Linked DNA regions of Zea mays: regions 1 and 3 are each linked to region 2. The links are chromatin contacts, called in public Hi-C maps. All regions are on one chromosome and are shown on one strand. Each heading gives the region's core, a stretch centred on a gene start, on an enhancer-like site or on the middle of the called end of the contact. The rest is flanking DNA. Distances are from core to core; before and after follow the strand shown.

Evidence for each region. Hi-C and Micro-C count contacts between places; a contact is called where the count stands out from the background.
Region 1: a Hi-C map of leaf shows a contact between it and region 2, with 3 times the contacts expected there. The contact joins the enhancer-like site here to the promoter of LOC100191820 in region 2. A contact is called at or near these places in 7 of 25 Hi-C or Micro-C datasets (bundle sheath, ear, endosperm and 3 more) and 1 of 3 datasets of contacts at active chromatin or transcription factors (leaf).
Region 3: a contact with region 2 is called in a Hi-C map of leaf, with 5 times the contacts expected there. The contact joins the enhancer-like site here to the promoter of LOC100191820 in region 2. A contact is called at or near these places in 2 of 25 Hi-C or Micro-C datasets (both in leaf).

The regions. Positions count from the first base shown.
Region 1 is chr9:70,603,435-70,607,408 of Zm-B73-REFERENCE-NAM-5.0, reverse strand. No RefSeq gene overlaps it. Among protein-coding and RNA genes, the nearest start is that of LOC109942316, 76 kb to the right of the region's middle. Within about 2 kb of position 1,573, at least 18 of the 20 cell types and tissues checked have an H3K27ac peak or open chromatin away from gene starts, as enhancers often do. A contact at or near this core is called in bundle sheath, ear, endosperm and 3 more, where this site is marked.
Region 2 is chr9:70,818,752-70,822,605 of Zm-B73-REFERENCE-NAM-5.0, reverse strand. LOC100191820 reads right to left here and starts at 1,582. Exons shown (of 10, transcript NM_001137244.1): 1 at 1,001-1,582; 2 at 331-444; 3 at 201-245. The coding sequence starts at 1,456.
Region 3 is chr9:70,657,348-70,661,273 of Zm-B73-REFERENCE-NAM-5.0, reverse strand. No RefSeq gene overlaps it. Among protein-coding and RNA genes, the nearest start is that of LOC109942316, 130 kb to the right of the region's middle. Within about 2 kb of position 1,518, at least 11 of the 20 cell types and tissues checked have an H3K27ac peak or open chromatin away from gene starts, as enhancers often do. A contact at or near this core is called in leaf, where this site is marked.

The DNA of each region.
Region 1 (3,974 bases), core at 324-2,823, 220 kb after region 2:
TGCAGAGGTTGTACCCTTTACCCACAAGTCATGTTACCCATCTACCAAGGGGTCATGAATCACATACACCTCTACCAAGGAAGCGAGGCAGGGTAACACTACGAGGCCTTTACAAAGTTCCACTAGCTTCTGAAAACACGCTACAGTTTCTGGGAAGAGCAATTGCAGGAATCCCTCGTCTGACCGCCATCGCAGCAAAATCAACCCGAGAACCTCCCTGCATGCCTACTCCCCTACTGCACTTACCCCTTTCGAGTAAGGTAGTCTTCCACTAGCTTTCCTAATTAGTCAGCCAAGGGCGTCCCATTCCACCCTTGTGGTGGCACGTGTTTCTCAAGTTAAGCTCCATGTTCCAATTAAAAATAATGATCCTTACATGAACATAAATAAAATAATAGAATAATTGGGACATGGATGTAATGAAATATTAACCCAAAACCATATAAAGCAATAGCAAAACTACCCAAATGATTCAGGGGTAAACAAGGTAAAAGATAATCAGACTAGAGTGACCTATTGGGTCCCATCAAAATTAAACCTATGCATTGATAAGTGATAATAAAGAACATTATTGGGTAACTGAAAGTGATCAAGGGCACAACTTGCCTGGGACTTGAGATTCCAGGTACCAGGATGATCCCCAGATTCTCATGACCTCACTGCTAGTCATAGCAATACAAACAAACATGGTATAGACAAAATTAAAATCACACCAAACATAAGAGCCAGCTGCATAATAATGACCTACACGTTGCTACGAGATCGTGGGAACGAGAATCACTAAGATCGGAGCTACGATTAAAGAGTTATGATAGAAGATCTATGAGATTAAAATATCAAACTATATTATAAATTGATTAGTATACATCGTATGAGAGAATTAGTTAACTCAACTTTAATCTAAGTCATTACTTGATTATAAATCATCTTTTAGGCCAAAGATAAACCCTAAGATCATGATTCTATATTATTATTAGAATAAGCTAATCCCGAAAATATAGGTTAATCAAATTAGTTACCTAATTATAAAAGTATGGGATATCATAAAATAAATGTTACTACTGCATAGTAAATATTTATACAAGGCTAACGCAACTTGAACGAATCAATTCGGAATTAAAACAGAAGAGTTATGAATTTCTGAATGTTCTATGTATTTGATACGAGATTAATTAAGAGATAAATTTCAATTTGGTTTTTATGTCAAAACAGAGACACTATGTGATAAACAACATTATTACAAAATTATAGGAACTGGAATGGATTAATTTGGACTAAGTATGCATTTTCTATGAATTAAACAAGTCCTAGAATTATTTTTTTATTAAAAATTAGTTTCTATAATTAATTCTCCCATTTCACTCGTTCTTGTACTGCGCGCATGAATTCTGGAAAGCGCAGGGGCCTCGGTGTAAATTTTCCCAAGACACAGAACTATGCCGCAGGACGGCGTGTTGATTTCGTATAAGGGCAGGGGTTCTTTAGCAAAATTGCCGCGGCCGAAGGGGTATAGGTGTTTTCTGATCGTTGGATCCAAAATCGAGGGCGCCGATTAAATCCACAAACACGTCGAACCGGTATCCTATCCTGGCCATCGGATCGCCATCCAACGATCCATATTTTAAATACCAGAGATCCCACCCGAACCATCCGATCGACATCTAATGGTCGCGGGCGAAACGCTACCCAGATTTAATCTAAGCCGTACACGCCTAATCCAAGGGCTCCAAACCTCCTACTCTCTCTTCTATTCGTGGCCGTTAATCACTAAATCAATGGCCCAGGGATTGTCTTCCCATACCGAAGACGTGCCCAGGACCCCATCCACGGTGAGGCCCCGCCCGCGGCGGCGAGGACATGGCCGGCTGCAAAAATCGGCCAAATCCCGCCCTCATATTCTAATTCGTCGAGCTAGCGCGCAATTGGGAATGAATCATACACAATTCGGGGTTTCTAACCTGACGAAGAGCTGGAGGCGATGTTATCGCAGTGCGCGGTAACTCCACTGCGGAAAGCTCACCTTGGTGCTCACTGGCGTGTCCGCGATGGCTCCGGCCCGGACGTCCTTCACACGAGCTCCCTTCGCCCCGTCTGTCAACCCCGAGCACCCCCGCGGGTAAGCACGATGACAGAGAATTGGCGTGTGGTGATGGCAGCCCCTAAAATCTCCGTATGTCCGCGGCGGCGATCAAAACGGTGCGCAACGCTCTACTTGGTGGCGGCGAACCCTAAGGCACTCGAGCAGTAGGGCACACGACCAACTTTTATCCGCTACGGGTCTGCGATTGGTGGGGGGATCACCGCCGATTTTCTCGGCGTCCGCGCAGAACTTCCGAAGTGCGGTTGATACGACAACGCCTGGGTCCACATGCCAGTGTGTGAACCAGCAACGCAGAGTCGTACCGGCGTGCCCCACTGACAGGGGCCCCACCTGTCACCTCAAGAGGTCCAGGCAGCAGTCGCAATCCGAGCGCGCGTGAAGGATGGGTCTGGTGGGCCGATAACAGCCGGATTGGGCCCAATGCGGGTGAGAATGTCCCTTTTTTCTTTATTTGTTTTCTTTTCAGTTTTTTCAAATCCACATTAAAATCCAAATTTCAAATTTATGTTCAAAGGCAACAATCCAAAATATTGCCATAAGGCAAAATATATATTTTATATATTTATATTAATTATTTTATTTCTTTGTTTAGGCAAAAGCCAAAAATATGACATGCTCACCTTTTATTTCATTTCAGGGAAAATATTACTTTTGAGTATGTGATCAAATTCCAAGTTTAACAAAAATATCCATTACCTTACTTGTTTAGAAAAAAAATGTATTCTCTTTTACGAAGAGTCTCTTCATCTTGAATATATATTTTTTATTTAAGAGCATTCTTTAAATTTCGTGAGGAGGATAGCTTATCCTACTGGATTGATGATATTTCTATTTTATCTTATGTTTACATGATTTCTTAGTATTACTTCATATAAAAGACATAGAAGGAATACCTGATCTCTTAACTCAATATTTTTAGGGTTTACAAGCTCGTTATACTAACGAGCTAAATATCTGGCTCGTTAGGATGCTCGAGCTAGCTCGTTAGCCTCGTGAGCCACACAACTAAATACAAAAATCTATGTATATATATATATGTATATATATATATAACCGAAAATCATATTTTAAGTGTTTAACACTACAAACCCAAAACATTTATAATATTATTATCATATCATCGTCCTAGCTTCTAACTTTTAATATTAAATATTAAATAACCAAATATGTATTAACTTACAGATTTACAAACCCTTATTATAATAAGATAGCAACAAGCATCATTATAAAGCAATTCATCATCCATTCCACAGACATGTAAAATTTCGTTGCTCAACACTAAAATCATATGCTAGAAACAAAGTTCACAAAACCATAACAAATATTAAATATGCAATGTAGGTATGTAGCCATGCAATAATGCAAATATTTAAGCACATGGCATATCCACACATGTCCATATCACAGATCATAACTACAAGAAAACAAGACTATGAGAGATGAGACGACACCAACGACTAGACAAACTTGTGTGTGGCTTGGCTTGTTTGGCTCGCGAGCTAGCTCACGAGCTAACCCGAGCTTGCTCTTTGAGAACCGAGCTAGAATGCTAGCTTGGCTCGCTACAAATTAAAACGAGTCGAGTCGAGCCGAGCTACTAATGAGCCAAGTCGAGCTAGTTATTAAGCCACAAGTATTTCGTCTAGCCTTAGAGGTGGTGGAGCAAAACCTTATGCGACGCCAAGGCTCTTCATGTATTGGAACATCTGCGTCATCCTCTGCTGATCTACGAAGCGAGCCACCCGCTTCGCCCTCATCCTCACCTCCATCCCCATCTGTTCCCTCCTCTCTTCTTCTAGCTATGCCTGTAATATTTCACCCCAATGTTATAATAACTCAAAGAGAAGGAATATAACTTAATGAATGACGAGTT
Region 2 (3,854 bases), core at 333-2,832:
CAGGAACAACGAAACTACAGCCATAACCAACTTGTTAACAAATTCATACATCCTAGAGCAATGCCAGTTACTATAAAATACAAACATCCACTGCAATCAACCTGGATGTTCATATTTCGTTATTTGTTGTGATCAGCATATAGACAAATAATAATCATATGACCTCGAGTAGATTGAATATCAGAAACCTAAGAACACACCTGTCCACAGGTTGAAAAAACTTCAGCAAGTTTCTGTTCAGTTACCTGGAAATCAAATGGGTTAATAGATCAAGAAAAATATAAAACTAACTATATCTAAACATGAAAGAGCTCATTCTCAAGAATTTACATGCTGATCAACGTCAGAGACATAGACTGTCCGCCGCACACTATCCTCCCTGTCAGCTCGACGAGGCCGGGCACCCATCATCCTTCTCCTCCCCTGGATGAAACCGTTCCTTCTCTGTAATCACAGACCAAATGCAGCCCATTATTCTCATGAAAGTACTCCAATTGTACTACCCAACTCATAGCACTAGCGAATAGTGCGTTGGGAGAACATAACGGAGCAAGAGACCAAAACGAAAATCCAATGACAAGAAAATACTCCAATTGTACTACCCAACTCATAGCACTGGCAAACAATACGTTGGGAGAACATAGACGGAGAAAGCAACCAAAACGAAAATCCAATGACAAAATTCATTTGCAGGGTACGGATCAGGGAGTAAGCAACTGATGAGAATCTTTTAAACGTCCCCTGTATCATAGTGTCAATATCAACTGATCCTGGCACATGGATTGAATTTTATATTGCAGCCATGAGCCAATCTAGACCTAAAACCCTCACAAAAGATCATCTCCCGCAAGCGATGGCGCGGGAGTGTCCAAAAATCCAAAGCCATCAACATCATGAAAAAGTCCAAAGGCCACCGATTGATTGACCCAGAAACAGCCCACTGCAAACCCCTACCCGGAGACTATCCACACCGAATCGGACTCGGCAATTCAACGATTACCCGTCGATTCGGCTGACCATTGGCGGATCCGTCGCTGCTGGAGTCCATCCCCCCGCCGCCACCCATGCCAACCCCGCCGACGCCACCCACAAACTGCAGCACGTGCATCGGCTGCTGCTGCTGCAGAAGCGGCGGCGGCGGGAGCTGGTGGTGGCGCGCGTAGTAGTCGATCGCCGGCGACACGAACACGGGCGCGTCGGCCGAAAGGCGGGGAGCGCCGCCGTCCACGCGGCGGCGGGACTGCGGCACGAACTCCTCCGCCGAGGGGTTCAGCTTAGAAAGCAGCTCCTCCAGCTTCCTCATGTCGCTCTCATACTCCCTCACCTCCTCCTTCCCCGATTCCCCCTCACCGCCCTTGGCCGCCGCCTCCGCAGCTGCCGCCCTCACCGCTTCCCTCTCCGCCGCCGGCACGGCGTCCGCACCGCGGATCAGGCCATCCACCGCCACGGCAACCATCTCCGCTCCGCCGCGCTGCGCCGATCCGAAGCCGATCGCCGCCGCTCACTGAAAATTGGCGAGTAAATCGAATCGAGAATCTTTTTATTATTATTGGAACAGTAGAGGGGCCGAAATAGAAAAATGAGATGAGCCGAGGCGAGATCGCTTTCGGGGCAGTTGGCTATAAATAGGAGCCCGGACCAAAGCCCGCACCCTCTTACTCCCTCTTTTTTCTCCTAAATATTTTTCTAAGTTACAAAATAATTTTCTTGATACGAAATATTTTTTAGGAAAGAATCAAAGCTAACAGGACATGACGGCAGGATGAGCGGCACGTTGGCACGGGCTCGACGAACTGAACGTGCTCTAAATTTTAAAATATAAGAGCAGCTCCAATAGTTATGTATATTTTTACTATCTAAATGTGAGATTTAGCAAATCTTTAAATAATATAGAAAACAGAAAAACTTATCTCCTCCAACAGTTCTCTATATACTACTTCCTAATATGTTAAAACTTGTCATATCACCAATTTGAATAGAATTAGCCATTTTTCCTTTTGTTTTCATCTCCCTTCTGCAACTCGATCTCAAAATTGTGACCTCGTCAGCAAACTGATTCAATATGGTGAGTTGTGTTGTCCTTTTGATTTGTTGCCACGATTGTTTATTCTCGACCTGTGCATGCGCAACTGTTACATTATTAATTGTTTAATCTCTAACTTACTAGATGCTGCAATTGTGCATCACCGACAGCCGACGCATGGGCTCAGAATATAGAAAAGACGTCCAAATAAAAGAAGTGTGCCAGATTTTATGTTTTAGGAGTTGGTAAGTAGTTGCTAAATGTAGGTAAGAAATAAGGTTAGATGAAAGTGACTAAATTTAGGAAGTTCATTTAGTGAGCTGTTGAAGATGAGTTTTTAGGTTAACTATCTAAATTATTGATTTAGGGTAGGGCTGGAAACGAGCCGAGCCGAGCTCGGCTCGGCTCGGCTCGACGTGGCTCGGTGCAGCTGCGAGCCGAGCCAGGCTCGGCTCGGTCATTTTGCGAGCCCGACCTAGAGGCTCGGCTCGGCTCGGTAACGGCTCGCGAGCCGGCTCGAGCCAGCTCGCGAGCCTCACACTAAATCACGTTTAGAGTATAAATTATATATTTTTTATTATATATAAGATATAAAAAATATGTATAATATATTTTTAGACTACAATATAAGTGTATCACGTATCAAGTTCAAGAAATTCAATAAAATAGTTCAAAACATAACAATAATATGGTATAATAGTATACTTGACGTTGTTAGCTCGGCTCGCGAGCCGGCTCGCGAGCTGGACCGAGCCGGCTCGGCTCGGCTCGCAGTTCTGGCGAGCTACAAAATCAGGCTCGGCTCGGGCTCGTTTTGGCTCGCGAGCCGGCTCGAGCCGAGCCGAGCCTCACCGAGCCCGAGCCGGCTCGTCGAGCCCGAGCCAAATTTCCACCCCTAATTTAGGGAGTATTTTACCTCATGATTGATTGTGTGCTTCTAGGCGATCGGCATCTGTCCGTGCCTTGACTGACCCCAATTTCTGAATGGATGCCTGTATGTGCATGGCCACACTTGCATGTGCGGGCAGAGAAGGCCAAATCAAGTCTTTTTTGTTGCATGCGTGGAGAAGCAGAGAAACTGAGTTTGCAGCAGGCCAGGCTTCGTCGAGCCATGCGTTCGTCGCTTAGGCAACCAATCATGCCGTTAGAGAACTACTGAAGTTGCTCTAAGTTACTATTTGGTTTCATAAGTAACAACTGTAATAATTCGCACTTAAATAACAGTGGTAACAAATTTAAATAGATTAGTATTAGTTTCTAGTGTACTATATAGTTATGGTTAGACTTAAACAAACATGATTTCTCTATCAGTTATCTGTCACGTTACAAATATATGAACCAAAAAAATAAGGATCGAATGGATTAGGAGCGGGTTCTATTTTCTATTCATTTTTTAGAGCACCTAGAGGGGGTTGAATAGGTGATCCTGTAAAAATCAACTTTAAATGCCACAAACTTGGTTTATGAAATGTTAGTAAAATCAAACCAAGGTGTTATGAAAAGAGAGAGAGAGAGGTGACTCCTTCACTTAATTGTTCTTCACAAAGTGAGTATTAAACTTAGAGCAATTATCAAGTGAGTAGAAGATCGTACAAGAATAGCAACAAGTGACACAGCGATTTTTATCCCGTGGTTCGGCCAAGTAGAACACTTGCCTACTTCCACGTTGTGACGTCCCAATAGACGAGGGTTGCACTCAACCCCTTTCAAGCGATCCAATGATCCACTTGAATACCACGACTTTCTTACTTAACAGATGTTTTCCCTTTGCGAGGAATCTCCACAAGTTGGAGTCTCTCACCCTTACCATATTGATCTCAATGAAAACTAC
Region 3 (3,926 bases), core at 269-2,768, 160 kb after region 2:
TTCCACTGGTGGTTCCCAAGCCGGACCCACCTGGTTTTTTTACTAGCGCGCGGTAACTGAAACCGTCAGTGATAATTTATGAGTGCCGCAGGTTTTAAGCTCTTTTCTACTAGTGATTGTTAGAGATGCTCTAACATCTGATGCCATCTAAAATGGACCGTATATTGCTACTATTTGCGAATAACAACGGTAATTATATTTGGTCAATGGATTATAAAGAAAGCTGGAACTGAAAACATATGGTACGACCTGCATTGTACAGTACTACTAGCATGTACTAATTCGTCATCACGTCAATTGAAGCATTCAATGGTTATATAAAAAAAAGCATTCAACATTCCGTCATTCCTGTCAAAATCTCTGTCGTGAGAACTGACGCGACTCAAGCCCAAGAGTCACCCTAAGACAGTCTCCACCAACGTCTTCAATATTGATTCTCTATATTTATATTTTACAGTCTTTTTTAAAAAAGTTTATTATTTATATTTTCTTTCTCTTCAACAACATCCTCTATACGCAAATATCTATATCAAAGATATTTTTTATTTTTTATATATTTATCATACTTTTAAATATATTGTACATATTTAAGTAAATATTTTATACAAAATAATATTTTTATTTATATTATCTATGTAGATTGTTATAAATTTTAGGAGCTAGGTATGGTCGCACGATTGGCACGCCTACATAGTTCCACGTAACTAAAGTTTGGTATATAAATATTAAATATAATACCGACTAAATTTTAGTCGAGAAATCAAACACCTCTAAAGAATTCACGGTCAATGCTTATGACCTGAATTCTCTCTAGGGGAGTTTGAACAAGAGAGAAATTCTTTCAATCTATAAAAATGACGTTCCCACCTTGCTGTTCTCTCTGTCTTCAGATCCAACCTGATCCGGCAGCAGCAGGGTATCATGATTGTTCCGATAGACCAAACCAGAGCGAATCCAGGACCAATGACAAAAAGGCGAAAAAGATGAGAGGCTCCTCTTCTCGCATCGTTGATTATATTTTTATATTCTTTGGAACATGTGCACCTTTATTCGAAAAGATATTGCACGAAGGACTTAATAGAGCTGCGGATACAGAAAATATGGTCATATTTGTTTCGTTTTCTATCTAGATTCTAATCAACAGAATCGGCTTCTCACAGTGAAACGATTAGATTCCCAATCCGTTTCTGCAATAATCTCTTCTATAAAGATTGTCTAAATCAATATAAATTCAGTAGCAGCTGAGTCGTCAATATGAGATGAATCCGTCAGTTGCTAAACCTCCTTTATCTTTTTTCGCATATAAATATTGTCTAGATTCTCGTGACAGATAGATATAAAAACTATTCTAAACATATCCTACGTATATGAGAAAGTACCGAACCATATCAGCCTGATCTGAACTTCGGCGCTAACGATTTTTGCCAACCGGGCACACAGAGTTTCCATAACGCAAGTGGGGGAAGAACGGACAAGAGCATCATCATCACAGAAGATATATATGAACTGATGAACAACACCAGCACGGAAAGCTTACGGGTGTAGTGTCGTTGTCGGACACGTGTGGAAGCTTTGCGCAGGGGACAAGGGCCCACCCTCTGTTTATTTCGGCTTCTGATTGAATTTTCTCCGTTAGAATCGGCTTTTGCCGCAAAATGTTTAGTTCCGAAGTCTGTTTATGTAAGAACCATTTGTATAAAAATTACATAAATCAACGTAAAATCCGTAGAGTCATCGCGACAAGAAAAATCCGTCGCTTTCTAAACTTTAAACCGTGCAGAATCCAGATTCTCATTGCAACTATATTATCCAGAATTTTAGATTCTTAGAAAATCTCTCTAGAAAAGGTTGTCCCAAACAGACACATAGTAGATGACATGAGTTTCAATAATGATACTGCAACACTTCTCTACTACTATAAAACATCAGTTTCTATGGTAGTTCTGCGTACGCGCGAATCACGTAGATCTATTTCTCTCCTGTTAATGGGCAATTATCCCATAGAGAAGCCGTAAAAACCACTCAAGCCTCAGATGAGCCGTGATAAACTACCTAAGCCCGACACGACAGGAAATCACACGCAGCGCAGCGCTCTCATATAGTACCACCCCGCTAGTATTAAAAGGACGAGCGACTGAACGAGCTATAAAAATAAGTTTAACTCATTTTAACTCATACTTTTATAGGACTTTTGGCTAAAATAAAATGTAATAATTGTTCTTATATGCCGTGTCGTCGTAACGTACATACATTATATTAGTATCAATCTGATAGCAAATTGCCATAGCGACGGATGAACATAGTAGTGTCTACCCACAAATCATTTGTTTGCGGAACTTGAAATAAAGAAAAGAGAAGATTTCATCCTACTGGCGAATCTGCATAACATCCTTGATTTGGATTAGAAATATGCATGTTCATCTTCAGGGTTTGTAAAAAGGGGAAACTAACGAAGGATGGGAAGTCAACAGATAAGGAGGTTAGTTCTTACGTGACCATGTTGCTTGAAAGATACGAATACTATGGAAGCCCATGCTAACTGAATGTGATCGGTTCGTCCTATTAGTTTAAACTCGAGGAAATATATTGAGAAGTTTGCAATATTTTGCGTAGCTGAACATGTGAAATGACGGAAAGAGGAGGATCATATACATACTTCACGGTGACTAAGGTGTTCTACAACCAACGCTATATTTACAGCAGGACATTTCTCTTGCCACAAAAATATCTTCATAGTGAAACATTACCATTGCAAATGTCAAACAACATTTTCTGTGGCATATGAGATGTACCACGGACCATAGGTTGTAACCTAGCGGTCCAAAATATACATCGCCTGTTGTATAGTGACCTACTATAAAAGAAAAGGCAGGACAAAAAAATATTTCGTTCATGGTACTACCTTCATTCTCGAATATTTATTATTAATTAGTTTATTTTTGACTAAAACATGACAAATAAAAAAACGGAGGAAGTACTTAATAAGCGACTCTACCTTCAGTTGGTGTGTGCCAAATGCCAATATAGAGTTGTGGTAGGTGGAATAATTGAGGCACTGATAAAGTATGAAGGGAGGGTTCCAACACCAATATGACTTTGTTTGGTGGTCTCAAATATTAGGCGAAGGAAATAGCTCATGAATTTATTAAGCACCATATGGCATTTGGGAAGGCCGGACGATCCGACCATGTGGCCCGGACACCCCAGACAGTCCGCAAGGTAGCTCGAACGGTCTGCGATCACTACCGGACACAACTGATTTGGCGAGTGCCTGAAGCACTCGGCAAAGCCTCAAAACCACTCAGCAAAGAAGTCTCAGCGAACTGTACATCGGCAATGAATTCTTTGCTGAGTACTTTTTGTCGGGCAGTCGACAGAGAAAAGTCGCCGTCATGGTGCCAAGTGACGGTGACAAAGACTTTGCCGAGTGCCACCGTGATACTCAACAAAGTCTCCATTTTTGCCAATTGTCTTTTGTATCGGCCCTCGGCAAGGAAGCCTCTCGTGGGCCCCTTTGCCAGTTCCTTTGCCGAGTGTATTAGGGGCACTCGACAAAGGCTCCATCTTTGATCTTTTTCGAATGCCAACTGGACTAGCTCTCGACAACGGGAACACCAGTGGCCCCTTTGACAGTTCCTTTGCCGAGTGCATTAGGTGGCAAACGACAAATGTTGCTTGTTTGTCGAGTGTCTCGGCCACAACAATCGAGAAAGAAGCTTTACCAGTTTCCAGGTGTGACTTCTTTGCCGAGTGCAGTTGTCATGACACTCGGCAAACTACCTCTTTGTCGAGTGTTGCACTCAACAAAGTGACCAGAATACCCCGTTTTATTTGTTTTTGCTATTCCATCTGTCGGCGTTTCGACCCCGGGGGGTCCCTGGACCGACGAGTAAATTGTCGTTGCGTGTCCCAGCCCAGATGGGTCG